2 separate regions of the Sus scrofa genome follow, and region 1 is linked to region 2. A link is a contact called in public promoter capture Hi-C data. All regions are on one chromosome and are shown on one strand. The core of a region is the stretch at or near the end of the contact, and the rest is flanking DNA. Distances in the headings are between cores, read along the strand shown. Region 1 holds the start of COPZ1 (coatomer subunit zeta-1). Region 2 holds the start of CALCOCO1 (calcium-binding and coiled-coil domain-containing protein 1).

Evidence for each region. Promoter capture Hi-C pulls out the DNA fragments that hold promoters and counts their contacts.
Region 1: a contact with region 2 is called in a promoter capture Hi-C map of fetal liver, with 4 times the contacts expected there. The contact joins the promoter of COPZ1 here to the promoter of CALCOCO1 in region 2. A contact is called at or near these places in 2 of 5 promoter capture datasets (fetal liver and liver) and 1 of 47 Hi-C or Micro-C datasets (embryonic fibroblasts).

Annotation. Positions count from the first base shown.
Region 1 is chr5:19,520,403-19,526,963 of Sscrofa11.1, reverse strand. COPZ1 (coatomer subunit zeta-1) reads right to left here and starts at 4,397. Exons shown (of 9, transcript XM_001927549.5): 1 at 4,309-4,397. The coding sequence starts at 4,326.
Region 2 is chr5:18,925,385-18,931,918 of Sscrofa11.1, reverse strand. CALCOCO1 (calcium-binding and coiled-coil domain-containing protein 1) reads left to right here and starts at 1,517. Exons shown (of 15, transcript XM_005652574.3): 1 at 1,517-1,658; 2 at 3,819-3,998; 3 at 4,330-4,432; 4 at 5,320-5,510. The coding sequence starts at 3,843. It overlaps LOC106507255 (a long non-coding RNA gene), which reads right to left and starts at 1,311. Exons shown (of 4, transcript XR_002343963.1): 1 at 1,229-1,311.

The sequences.
Region 1 (6,561 bases), core at 3,148-5,647, 590 kb before region 2:
GTCTTCTTGGAGGGCAAGACATGGGGAGAGTTAGAAGCAGCGTCAATTGCTCTTTGGGGGTTTTAGTTCAAGCCGAGGTCTGCTTCCAGCAATCAACCATTAAAACAAGCCGGCCAGAGTAACAGCACAGTTTATTCTGATCATTTAATTTGAAGTGTCAATAAATTAAACTTCAATCAATTAAACTAGGTGTGCAATAACCCAGATGGACACCCCGACACCAACATAATCACAATAAAAATTTTTATGGCTGCCAGGGACCTCACCGGGGGCAGTGCTGGCACCGCTCGCGCCCTAGCTGAGAAATATATCTCCACAGTGCAGGAACGAGGAGATTGCTTCTCCTAACGAAATGGACAGGCCAGGCACCAGCAAGGACGCAGCTGGGAGAGGGGCACAGGGGACTGCCAGGAATGAGATGGGAGTGCTTTGGGGGCTTAATGTAATTGATACCTTTGCCCAGAGCAGGGGGAGGGGGCATTTAGGCCAAGTACCTCTACAGTTAGTGCCAAAAGAATTTAACAAAAGCCCCATTAAAATGATTCAGGAAGCGAAGGCCACAGAGCAATATCAACCTTTAAGAGTCACTGATGTATTCTGCATAGTTTCTTCCTCCATATACACAAGTACTCTTGTGCACTTTGGATGCCCTGACTTTTGAACGAGGCTTAGGATTCAGGATCTGGTCACTGTTGTAGGATAAAAATTAATTAAGGGGAGAGAAAGAAGAGAATTAAGAAGTCTAGTCTGTAAAGCATGGAAAAGCACTCAGAAAGTGAATCCAGAGAGGATTAGGAAAAAATGAAACCTATGAGGAAAGATTGAAGGATCCAGACTTCTAGGGTAGGGGAAAAAAAGGTAAAGGGGAAAGGGAAGAAGAGGCTAAGTCATTATCTTTTAAGATTCCATAGCTATTAATGGAGACTGGTGACCTGCACAAATTCCTCTCCATTCACAACTAAGACAGAACCAGCAGAAAACAGCAGGAAAGAGGAAGCTGAGTTCAAAGATGCAGGCTGGGAGCATGATTACCAAGCACTGGCAATAGAAGATGAAAGGGTCTTTCCTTAGAGACCTGAGAAAGACTGGACAAATCTGCTTGAAAACTAGGATTGGATTACTTAATTCCAGAAAGAAATGTGACTCACTGTAAAGTACCTAAATGAAGGGAGCCTACTGGTAGTTAGAAATTCCCATATTCAGCTCAAATTTTGAATGATGATTCTTCTTGACCCCATCTAGCTCACTCTTCCCTTCTTCTCAATATCCTATGGCTATATGTCTTGCAGAGGTGAGGACAGAAGAATATGCTTTGATCAGATTTCCCCAAAGGTCCAGGCGAACCAGGAAACAAATGTGGGAGGAGGAAGCCTAAAGGAACTCTAGAAGCTGTCTGCCTTCTCTAGGGAGTGGCTTGTTAAATACTGTCTGGGTACAGTAAACTCTTTAGCTCAGTAGGGCACTAAGGTTAAGTTCCAGTGAATTCTTCATACTTTTCATGAAGATGGTGACCTAAGAATCAGGGGATGCTGCTGAGTAGACAGAGGAGGGGATGAGATTAAAAGGAACAGGGAGGAAGGGTGATTCTGAACCAGATGGAGGTAAATTCTGTGGACCAGTATGTGAGTGTGGAGAGAAGAAAAATTAAAATTTAGGAAATATCACCTGATTCTCAGATTCCTCATCTGAACCACTGAACACTGAAGATTTTTTAAATACTGTTCTCACTTCTCCCAAGGATACTACCAAACCAGTACCATTGTGGATACAGAGGAACTGATTCATTACATACGATAACGCCTTAGGACATTAGGGCTTCATTCTCCCCTGGAACTCCACCTGAGAAGGGCTAGAATGGTGAGAAAGGTATATAAATTCTTAATTGGGGGTCCAAAATATACTGAAATAGTAAAGAGGAAAAAAACAATGTGGAGAAGAGCTGACGCAGAGAAAGGAAAATACTAGTTTAATATCCTGAGAACTATGGAGATCAGCACAAGAACTAATACCTGGTGGTACTTTGTCCCCAGACAAAGCTTTATATGACTGATAGTTGAAAGTACACTTTGGCATACTGAAGAGGGGGAAAGCCCACGATGAGATAACATCAGAGAGACATGGTCTGGGAGGATTGGGAATCAAAATCTAATCCTAGTTTTGACATTGTGCTTCCTTGAGGAAGCCTTTTTTCCTAAACCTCCATTTCCCCTAACCCCACGTTACACACGTTCCTCATGACAAAGAATCAGTAAGGTTTCTAAAGCAAACTTCAGGGGTACCTGACCAGGTTAGCAAGGATCTATGAAGGTGGCATCTTAGGTATAGATTAAAATGGATATAAAGGGGGTTTGAGCCCTGGCCTGGGAACTTCTGCATCCCCCAGGGGTGGCCAAAAAAAATTTTTTTAACTAAAAAAATATATAAAGAATATGGAAACAAAGAGGAAGGAGAGACAAGGACTGAGGTAAGAGAAAACCTGACAGAAACTTTCACATATAATGCCCTCAATTCACCACTTGTTAAGAGATCCCTTGTCAAAAGGTCTTCTCAAGTATCATTTCCCTCACTCCTTTACCTCTAAGCAGACTTCTAAACAGATCTAGGGGGCAATCTAAAAATTTCTTTTGCAGTTCCCGTTGTGATGCAACAGGATTCTTGGGAGCCCTGGAATGCATGTTTGATCCCTGGCCCAGCACAGTGGGTTAAGGATCCACCGTTGCCACAAGAGTGGCTTAGTTTGCACCTGCAGCTCGGATCTGAGCACTGGCCCTGGAACTCCTTATGCCACAAGGTGGCCAAAAAGAAACATTTCTTTTTTTTCGGCTGTGCCTGCGGTATGCATAAGTTCCCAGGCCAAGGACTGAACCCATGCCACAGCAGTGACAACTCCAGGTCCTGCTGGGCCACTAGGGAACTCCCAAAAATTTCTCAAAACTTCCAAAGACACCAATTCCCTAGAATTTATCCCAGTCTGTTAAGGGGTTGACGGCTTAGTAAAGAAAATATCTTACTAAAAACTGATCAGATTTTAAAGCTTCCTACCTACACTTAACCAACCCATATAATCGGAAGGAATTATCATATCTTTGCATTTTGAAAGCAGGAAAATGAAACTTGTTATTCTCTTTTACCTGAAGAAGATCTGGATTAAAGAGAGCTGAAGGAGAAAACAACAAACAAAAAAGACAAAAAAGAGACCTAGAGTTTGACTCAATTAAGGAAGGAGCTAGGAGCTAAATACCTACACACACATATGTTAACATTCTCAAAATGCAAAATTAAGGGGGGAGGCATGCATTATTTTGAAAGAAATGCTCTGATTTAGTTCTAAAGAAGGGATAACAGTATTTTTTTTTTTTCTTTTTAAGGCCGCACCCTCGGCATATGGAAGTTCCTAGGCTAGGGGTCGAATCGGAGCCACAGCTGCCAGCCTACACCACAGCCACAGCAACGCCGGATCCTTAACCCACTGAGCAAGGCCAGGCCCTCATGGATGCTAGTCGGGTCGGTTAACCACTAAGCCACGAAGGGAACTCCCAGTTTTTCATTTGTTTTTGAGCAAGTAAAAAGGATCTCATGGACAAGGGAACTAACACAACCCTTCAGCCATCAAATTTTCATATAACCAGAGGAATAACTGGCATCCCAGATCCTACAATAAGAATCCCCAAAGTTTAAATAAGGAGGGAAAAGAAAAACAGAATAAGGAGTTTGGGAAAATATTCCATAATCCATGCTGACTTTACTAGGTATTCCAGAACTTTAATGGAATACTGATTCTTTATCATGACAAATCCATATAGTAGGAATTAAAAGGAAACCGAAGAAGAAAATAGTTTTTCCTGAAGGAATGTGACAGGGAATTGAATTATCAAGAGAGAGTCAAAATGTATCAGTTATCAAGAGGAGCGTGTGATGACAAACACCTGCACTCTATTCTTATAATTTCAGGCGAATCTGGAGATTTGGAGAAATTCAAATCAGGGTATTATCTACAACGCTCAGAATCAGGGAGAACCTGAAGGACCCCAATCCAGTACGCTTATGATCCTATGAGTCTTAAGGACTCCAAGGGCTTGCTCCCTTCAACTTTCCACCGACTCTGCCCTTTCCCCGGCACAGCTTCCTACTTTAAACTGAGGCTTTAACGACTGCACTAGGCCACATGTTTATTCCAGGGGAAGGCAAGAACGTTCGGTCCCCGAGGATTACCCGAACTCCCCTTTCTACCCCCTCCCACTCAGGTCGAATCCCGATTCGCGGCCCCTCGGGACATCATAGCCTCTCGGCTGCCCCTCTGGTTCCTACCAAAATCAGCGCCTCCATCTTGCCCCGCAGCTGGTGCCGACGTGGAGCCGCCAAGACAACGCCGCCGCTGATTGGCCTTACGTCCTTATTAGACCCCGCCCACCCTGCGGGCTATTGGACTTCCAGGTGTCAGCTATTGCTTTACTGACCAATCAGTTTACTAGCTTGCTTAGCGGAAGCAAGGTGTCCAGCCAGAAGGCGCAGATATTTGATTGTCAGTTTAAACACTCAATAAAACGACAAAACCTCACGACTGAATGGGGCGGGAAGGTCAGTGGGGCAGGGTTGTTTCCATGGGGAACAGAGGAAGCGATTATTAATTTCCAATTGGCTGGGCGGAGGGCACGTGATATCGTCGGCCGGATTTAGGAGCTTTAATTCGCACTTCCTTTAGGGGGCGCTGTGTCTCTTTAGCCCTTAACACTGGCAGCTCTTGGAATCCTACTCTGCTTCCCATTCCAGAGCCTCCATTAGGTCCTTGATGTCCACGGTTGCTTTGGCAAACCGTACTAGTACTAACTGTTCATTAGACTCAGATCTCTTCAGCATACTCACAGAAAGTCTGCACAGCCATAGAGTAAAGCCACAAGATGCCCAGGGTGTTAACTAGATAAACACCAAGGCCGCTGGGAGTTGATTGCCAGCAGTAACGATCTGCCTAAGGTGGAGTCCCAGACTTTGCTAGACCCAGGGAAGGACAAGAAGCCAGGAAGTTTCTAAAAGAGGATTTTCTTTTTTTCTTTTCTTTTTGTTTTGTTTTGTTTTTTAGGGCCGCACCCTAAATCCTTCATATGGAGATTCCCAAGGTAGGGGTCAAATCCGAGCTGTAGCTGCTGGCTTACGCCACAGCCACAGCAACGCAGGATCCGAGCCTCGTCTGCGACCTACACCACAGCTGACGGCAACACCAGATCCTTAACCCACTGAGCAAGGTCAGGGATGGAACATGCATCCTCATGGATACTAGTCGGGTTTGTTAACCACTGAGCCACCAAGAGAACTCCTAAGAGCACATTTTCTTTAGCCGGACATGAAACAGGATGTTAGAGCTTTGGAGACCAGCAAGGAAAGAGTAGGAGGGACAAAGGAATAAAGGATCCTGGATGAGGTTGGGTAGAGCGAGCAGGGTCTGCGGTTTTCCAGTAGGGACAAGCCCGTTGCAAAATGAGAAAAGAGAAGTTTACTGAATGCATGGATTTCACAATAGAGAAGGATTTTGATGAAGTTTAGCTTTCCCTTACTCCCCAGTTCCTTGGTCCCTGACCCCTGCTTAGGTCAGGGACACCTTCTGCTGCCTTATAAAATTCTCCAGAGGTTTTTGTGGGTGTTCCTACCCCCGCCACCACCACCACCACACACACACACACACTCATCTCTAACAATTATGTCTTTAGAAACTCTCCAAGAAGAACATCCAAACCTAGGAGTTTTTCCAATAATTTCAGAGTAGAGTAAGATGTCCTAAGAAAAAAGTATAGAACAATACAAAACAAACTACAGAGCTATGTTAGTACATATGCTATGAAGAAAGGCATATGATTTTCTGTTAAAGTCCCAGGGGACAAGCATCAAATCTGGAAGAAACAGGGCTTTAGCTTTTATCTGTTCCTATGGGGAATTATTCAAACATTTAGCATCCTGCCTGGCATCACAAGGTAGTCCTTGGCTTGGCAGTTTAATGATAATGCTAAAATTTACTTGGGAGTTCCCCTTATGGCTCCGTGGGTTAAGAATGCAACTAGTATCCTTGAGGTGGCAGGTTTGATCCCTGGCCTTGCTCAGTGGCTTAAGGAGCTGGTGTTGCAGCAAGCTCAAGCATAGGTCACAGATGCAGATTTGATCTGGTGTTACCGTGGTTGTGGCATAGGCTGGCAGCTGCAGCCCTAGAGAGAAAAAAGAAACATTTAGTGATCATTTATGATGTGCCAGGCACATGATAAATCTTTGAACACATTATTTTATATATATATATATATATATATATTTTTTTTTTTTTTGCTTTTTTTTAGGGCCTCACCTTAGGCATATGGAAGTTCCCAGGCTAGGGATCAAATTGGAGTTATAGCTGCCGGCCTATGCCACAGCTGCAGCAACTCAGGATCCAAGCTGAATCTGCGACCTACCCCATAGCTCATGACAATGCTGGATCCCCAACCCACTGAATGAGGCCAGGGATCGAACCTGAATCCTCATGGTTCCTAGTAGGATTCATTTCCACTGCACGAAAACAGGAACTTCCTAATGTATTTTTAG
Region 2 (6,534 bases), core at 268-2,767:
ACCCCAGGTAAGTCACTTAATAGTCTGTGCCTCAATCTTCATCTTATGTAAAGTGGGAATAATAAAAGGGCCTACTATATAAGGGTATTGTATTATATGGAAAAGTCCTTAACATAGTTTAAACACATTGTAAACACCCAATAAACAAAAGTTACTATTTTGAGCTCCAGCTGAGACTGAGTTTTCCTATAAGCCTTTATGCCAGGTGGAAGACAAAAACCAAGAACAACTGAGACTTGGGCACCTGAACAGGCCTCACTCTTAACCCACCCCAGGACCTTGAGCCATCTCTGCAACCAGCAGCTTGTCCTAACTCATAAATCCTGACTAGTGACGCTGACATGTCACCTTAATGTTTGTGAAGCCTGATGATTTATTGCTAAGTGCTTGGAGATCTTCAATATGAAAGGCACCCAAGGGCAGGCACCAGACACACTATTGTCATAAAAGCAAAATACTACCCCAAAACTTGGAAAAGGCAGAGGCACCATAACTTAATGCAGCAGAAAATTAAAGCAGAAGAGCAAATCAATCCTTAGACTGTAATTCCTTAATACAGAGACTGAGAGAGATCATTTTTTGAATGCCTCAGACCCCGTGCAGGATGCCCAGGTCTTTAATGGACTCGTGACTTGAGGGTGCGTGGGAGGAATGTGAATCTTTCACCTCTTCTAAACAAAAAACAGGAGCAACAACATGTATTATTATCTTAATGAATTTAAGCCAGTTAAAAGGCTTGGGCAAACCAGCCGGGTAAGTGGCTTGTTTCTGAACTGTCCTGCATTATGCCATGTTCCCTTTTCAACGTGGTTCTCCTCACTTCACCTCTGCCCTCCCAACCAACAACACCTCGGACAATGGGTCCTCCTTCTGGACCTAGAGGACGCTGAGGGGAGCCCAGTCCAGTGTTGGCAGGCGTCTGGAACTGAAGCCCTCGAGTTAGAAAAAAAAAATCCTCAGTGGTGCAGAACACATAGTTTTTGCAGGGCTGCCCCTGAGGATGAAGCAATGAAGAAACTGCTACCACAGTTTCCTATCCCCTAGACGGTAGGTAGTTGTGATGTAGTGGCAAGAGCACTGGGAGTCGTGCAATCCTACCCTCTCATAGCTTTGATACTTTAGATCGGTTCCGTAACCTTTCTGGGCTTTAGTGTCTCCATCTGAAAGGCGTGGATAACAAAACCGCCTACCTCACAAGTTGTCGTTAAAAGTAAGCGAAAGTGTGTACCTGAACTCGTTCGGCCCACTCTATAATGTATTTTAAAGACAGCTTTCGAGCCGTAACTCCTCCCCACCCCCAACCACGCACGGTACCAACCGGCAGTCGCCACTAACGTAGCCTGCCCCCCTCCTAAGGCATCATGGGCTGTGAAGTTCTTTGCTGGCCACACCCTCGTTCACGGTCACGGAAGTGAGAACTACGCCTCCCAGGATGCTGCTGTGAGGCCTCCCCCGCGGCCGCCCTCTACTCCGCCCTCCTTGCGCACAGACTCCTGGGTTATGTAGTCCTAGATCCGCACTGGCTCGCCGGCAAAAAGGCTCGGAGGAACCACAAACCCCAGAAGCCCTCGCGTCCACCCTTCTCCCTCCCCTCCTGGAGTCGGAGTGCTGTTTTTGTTGTTGGTGAAAGGTGAGGGAACAGCTGATCCGTCTGTGGGGTAAGAAACTTGGCCTAATTTGGGGGCGGTTTTATGGGGGGCCACCCCACTTTCAAGCCTGTGAAAGGATCATCTAAGGGAACCGGTAAAGGCGGGTGGAGGAGCGTTTGGGTGTTAACACTTTCCGTACTGGAGAAACCACCCCCACAGTTTTGAGAGTTCTTGGTCTCAGGGGGGCCGTGATCAAGGGGATACCCAGTCACTGTTCTCGCCTCCATCTCAGTCCTTCTTTATAAAGCTTGAAACGCTTAAGGGAGTTGAGGGAGGCCGAAGTCTGCTTATTCTCAGCCAGGCAAGACTTGGCCTCACAAACCTTCCCGTTCCCCTCTCCCCCAGCCACCCTCCGCCCCACCTCAATCTAAAGGCCTTTATGCCACTGAATTCCTGAAGGAAAACATTACAAGGTGTAGAATGTTAAAAGAACTCTGAAGCCCTACAGCGTGGGGGGATGAGACACCCCCCCCCCCCGCAAAGCAAACAACCGAATCAGGCTACACATACACACTTCAGGTGCCCAGTGCTCTCTTTCAGGCCTGGGGATATTTCCAGCTGTTAGGAATTTTTTTTGTAGGGAGTATATGGGGTTCCCCCGGCTTAGATCTTTGAGGACAATTCACCCCCTCCTGGAAAGCCAGAAGAATTGTATTTAGAAAAAACATGGGCTGGTTTTAAGTAAGGATTTTTCAGAGATAAAAATTCAGAGAAACCTCTTGTCCTCAATTCAGTCTCTATTTTGGAGGAAGAAGTAGCTTCTTTCTGTAGAGCTGGCCCATCTTGCCTTCTCTAAGGCGTTTTTGTCTTCTTTTAAAGTCTCTACCCACCTGACTTCAGCCTCAGTGTGGGTTTGTGGTGTTTGGGGGCGTGCATATGACTAGTGCCTGTGGCTGACACAGGAGGAAGATTAGTGAGCTAGAGAGGAGAAATGACAAGGGCCATCTCACAGGCCTGGCCTGAGGATTCTCTTGATTGTTATCCTTCTTCGTCCCACCCCCATTCTTTCCAGTGAATTTTCCCCACCTAGCTTGGAACATCTCTTCCTCTCAATCCCTCCTATAGCATGCCTCCAACTACCAATCTGAGCAGCTGGAAGGATTAAGGCACTTGGAATTAAGGCTTAGGGGAGCAGAGAGAAAATGGGTAGGGAAATACGAGAGCTGGGTTCACATAGAGTCAGACCAGTAGATTTCTAACCCTGCTCCTGGCAAGACCTGAAGAGAAGAATGTGAGGTTCTTTTGGAACTCTCTTTCCTTCTCTCAACATCATGTGTACCTTTCCCCATCCCAAGGCCCCTTACTTCAGTCTGTCCCTGCCCCAGGGGTGGGGCTTTCCTGGCTCCAGGCCCCCACATTCCATCTCCCCACAGCACCACGTTCCTGCTGAGTGTTTCACTCCACCCTTGAAGCAGCCGCCTCCAGCATTCTTGACTTCCTGGAGTAATGATTGAAAACCTGTCTTTCCTTATATCCTCCTTTTTGCTTTGTCTCTTGGATGAGAGTGCAAGCTTTTTTTTTTTTTTTTTTTTTAATCCATGGTAGATGACTGAGAGACAGAAAAATGAGAGGTCAGGGGCTTGGGAACTGGGCTATTCGTTCCCCCAGCCTTATTCCAGCTCTGAAGACTCACTCATTCCTTTCAGGGATAAGTTCAGGTGTCATAAATCATTCCCGGGTAGAGCTTGAGTGGGCAAGGAGACCCATTCAGGATGCCGGGGCGCTGCACCTCATTTGGAGTTTGAATTCAAGTGTCAGAAGATGGGTGGGTGGGAAATGGGACGAAAAGATGAGGCTGAAGCATTTGGAACGTTCAAGACTGTTAAGAGATGGAAAAGGCAAGACTAAGGGAGGCAGAGACTGAGGTTTGGTCAATGCACCTGTGAAGAGGGAGTCTCGAAATTAGAGCGATCCCTCTAGGAGGGGGTCTGTGATCAGAGAAGTTTCAGTGGGAGACAGGATGGAATCTGACCCAGAAGGCCAGACCTGTGCCCTCAAGACTAAGATTGATACCTTTAAAGGGTCCTATAACCCTCAGGGGCTGGAAACCAGATGTACCTATACCTCTAGGTATTGTGGCAGGAGCTGGGGGTAAGTAGGGACAGAGTTGGGAGGGGGGCAGAGAGGTGGAGGAGAGAGACTTTAGGGTATTAAATCGTTATTTCATAGGAGGGCAGACATCTGGAGGGCAGAATGGAAGAATCATCACTAAGCCGGGCACCATCCCGGGGTGGAGTCAGCTTTCTGAACGTAGCCCGGACCTACATTCCCAACACCAAGGTGGAGTGTCACTACACACTTCCCCCAGGCACCGTGCCCAGTGCCAGCGACTGGATTGGCATCTTCAAGGTATCCCTGGAACCCTTTTGGCTCAGGTTTAGGGGCCACGGGTTGGTTGGAGTGATTTGGGAACGATTTGGCTCCTGGCTCCTCAATCTCATGATGGCAGAAAAGAAGGGAGAAAGATGTCACAGATGACAGAGGCCATCTGTGTGAGCAAAGCCCATCTTCTCCCCGTCTTAGCCTTGCTCTTTCCTGACGCACCATCCTTCCACCTTCCCGTCTCTCACATCCTTGCCACTGCAACACCATCCTCCCCGCCCCCGGTCCCCTGCCCTTTTCCCCGCTCACAGCTGGTGGTGCCATCACCATACCCCTCTCCCACGGTGGGCTTTCACAGGTGGAGGCTGCCTGCGTTCGGGATTACCACACGTTTGTGTGGTCCTCGGTGCCTGAAGGTGTAACTGATGGTTCCCCCATCCACACCAGTGTCCAGTTCCAAGGTACAAGGGAAGGTGGAAAACCGGGAGGGACGAGTAAGGGGGTGGAAGTTTGGAAGACAGTGGTGGGCTCAGCAGATACAGAATCATGGGATTTTCACAGATTCAGGGATTCAGGCAGGGAAGGAACTGTTGAGGGCCACTAATCCCGCCTCCTACGGAATGTGGAATTAGAAGCTGGGGAAGAGAGAAAAGTGGCATCTTATATTAACCAAAAGATGGTCATTCAGTTCTGAAAGACCTGGGTTCGAATCTCAGCACTAATACTTAACAAGCTGTTCGACCTTTCGCAAGTTACTTATCTTCTCTGTATCTTAACAGTAAAAGGTGGGAGTTCCTGTTGTGGCTCAGCAGTTACAAATCCAACTAGTATCCATGAGGACACGGGATCAATCCCTGACCTCATTCACTGGGTTAAGGATCCAACGTTGCCATGGCTGTGGCATAGGCTGGCAGCTGCAGCTCCGATTCAGCTGCTAGCTTGGGAACTTCCATGTGCCGCTGGTGTAGCCCTAAAACACACATACACAAAAAAAAAAAAACAGTAAAAGGCGATGCCAGGCGTGCAGGGTCAATATAAAGATTTTAAATGATACAGATAGAGCTGTTAGCAAAATGCCTGGTACATAATGGACACCATTACCCATAAGTGGTAACTGGTATTGTGTTGTTGTTACTGAAGAGAGTAGGTTTGGGAAAGAGAGGGCTAGGCAGAAAAGAAGGAGAAGAGTATCTCAGGGATCAGAAAGAGCCTGTGGGAGGCAGAGGGGAGAGGAAAGCAGTCTGTGGCACAGGGAGCAAGGCACTGGAACCCCTTGATGATAAGACACACCAAGGAAGGGGGGACCTGCTGCGCCCTTGAGGTCCTGGGTCTGTTCTTCTTCCCGCAGCCAGCTACCTGCCCAAACCGGGAGCCCAGCTCTACCAGTTCCGGTATGTGAACCGCCAGGGCCGGGTGTGTGGGCAGAGCCCCCCTTTCCAGTTCCGCGAGCCCCGGCCCATGGATGAACTGGTGACCCTGGAGGAGACTGACGGGGGCTCTGACATCCTGCTGGTTGTCCCCAAAGCAACTGTGCTGCAGGTGAGAACAGAACAACAGAGCTACTCCCGGGCTAGGGCGCAGGAGGATAGCATCATAAGGGGCCCCTTCCCGCTTCACCCGCCCCTCACTGTAGCCTCAACCAAAGACCTCACTGGGAATTACCCAAGGCCTTGCCTTCACGACAGTCTCAGTCCAACACAGACAGACATGCACACGTAGGGTAGGAGAGCAAGCCACCCACAAGCCAGTGTCACCCAAGATTTCATAAGAACATTTTTTGCCTTCCTTCCCTCAAGGCTACATCCTGCCCTGGGCCCTCAGGGAAGATGCCAAGGGTAGAGGGAGGCTGCTTGGGGAAGGAATGTTCCAAGGAAGGGGAGGATGAGAGCTGCTTCCAGAACGAGTGAGGAGTGAGAGCAGATAGGTCGACCCAGACCTGCACCACCCAGTGACCGGAGCCACTACCCACACGTGGCTCTTGAGCACTTGAAATGTGATGGGTGTAAATTGAGATCCACTGTATGAATAAGAAACATAGTATTTTTTTTAAAAAAGAGGGAATTTCCTGGTGGTCTAGTCCCTTGGCTCTTTCACTGCTGCAGCCCAAGTTCACTCCTTGGTCTAGAAATTGTGATCCCACATTAAGCCACTGCATGCCACAGCCAAAAAAATACATGCGTGCATGGACGCATGCATGTGCGTGCACATAATTAAAAATTTTGAGAAGAATGTAAAAGATTTCGATAATTCTTTATATTGATTAAATGTTGAGATGATAACATTTTGGACAGACTGGGTTAGATAAAATATTGTTAAAATGAATTCCACATATTTCTTAGTATTTTTCTTAAGTGTCTACTTGAAAAAAAAATTTTTTTTCTTTTGCTTTTTTTAGGGCTGCACCTGAGGCATTTGGAGGTTCCCAGGCTAGGGGTCCATTTGAAGCTATAGCTGCCAGCACCACAGCCACAGCAATGCCAGATCCAAGCTGTGTCTGTGACCTACAGCACAGCTCACGGCAATGCCAGATCCTTAACACGCTGAGCGAGGCCAGAGATTGAAC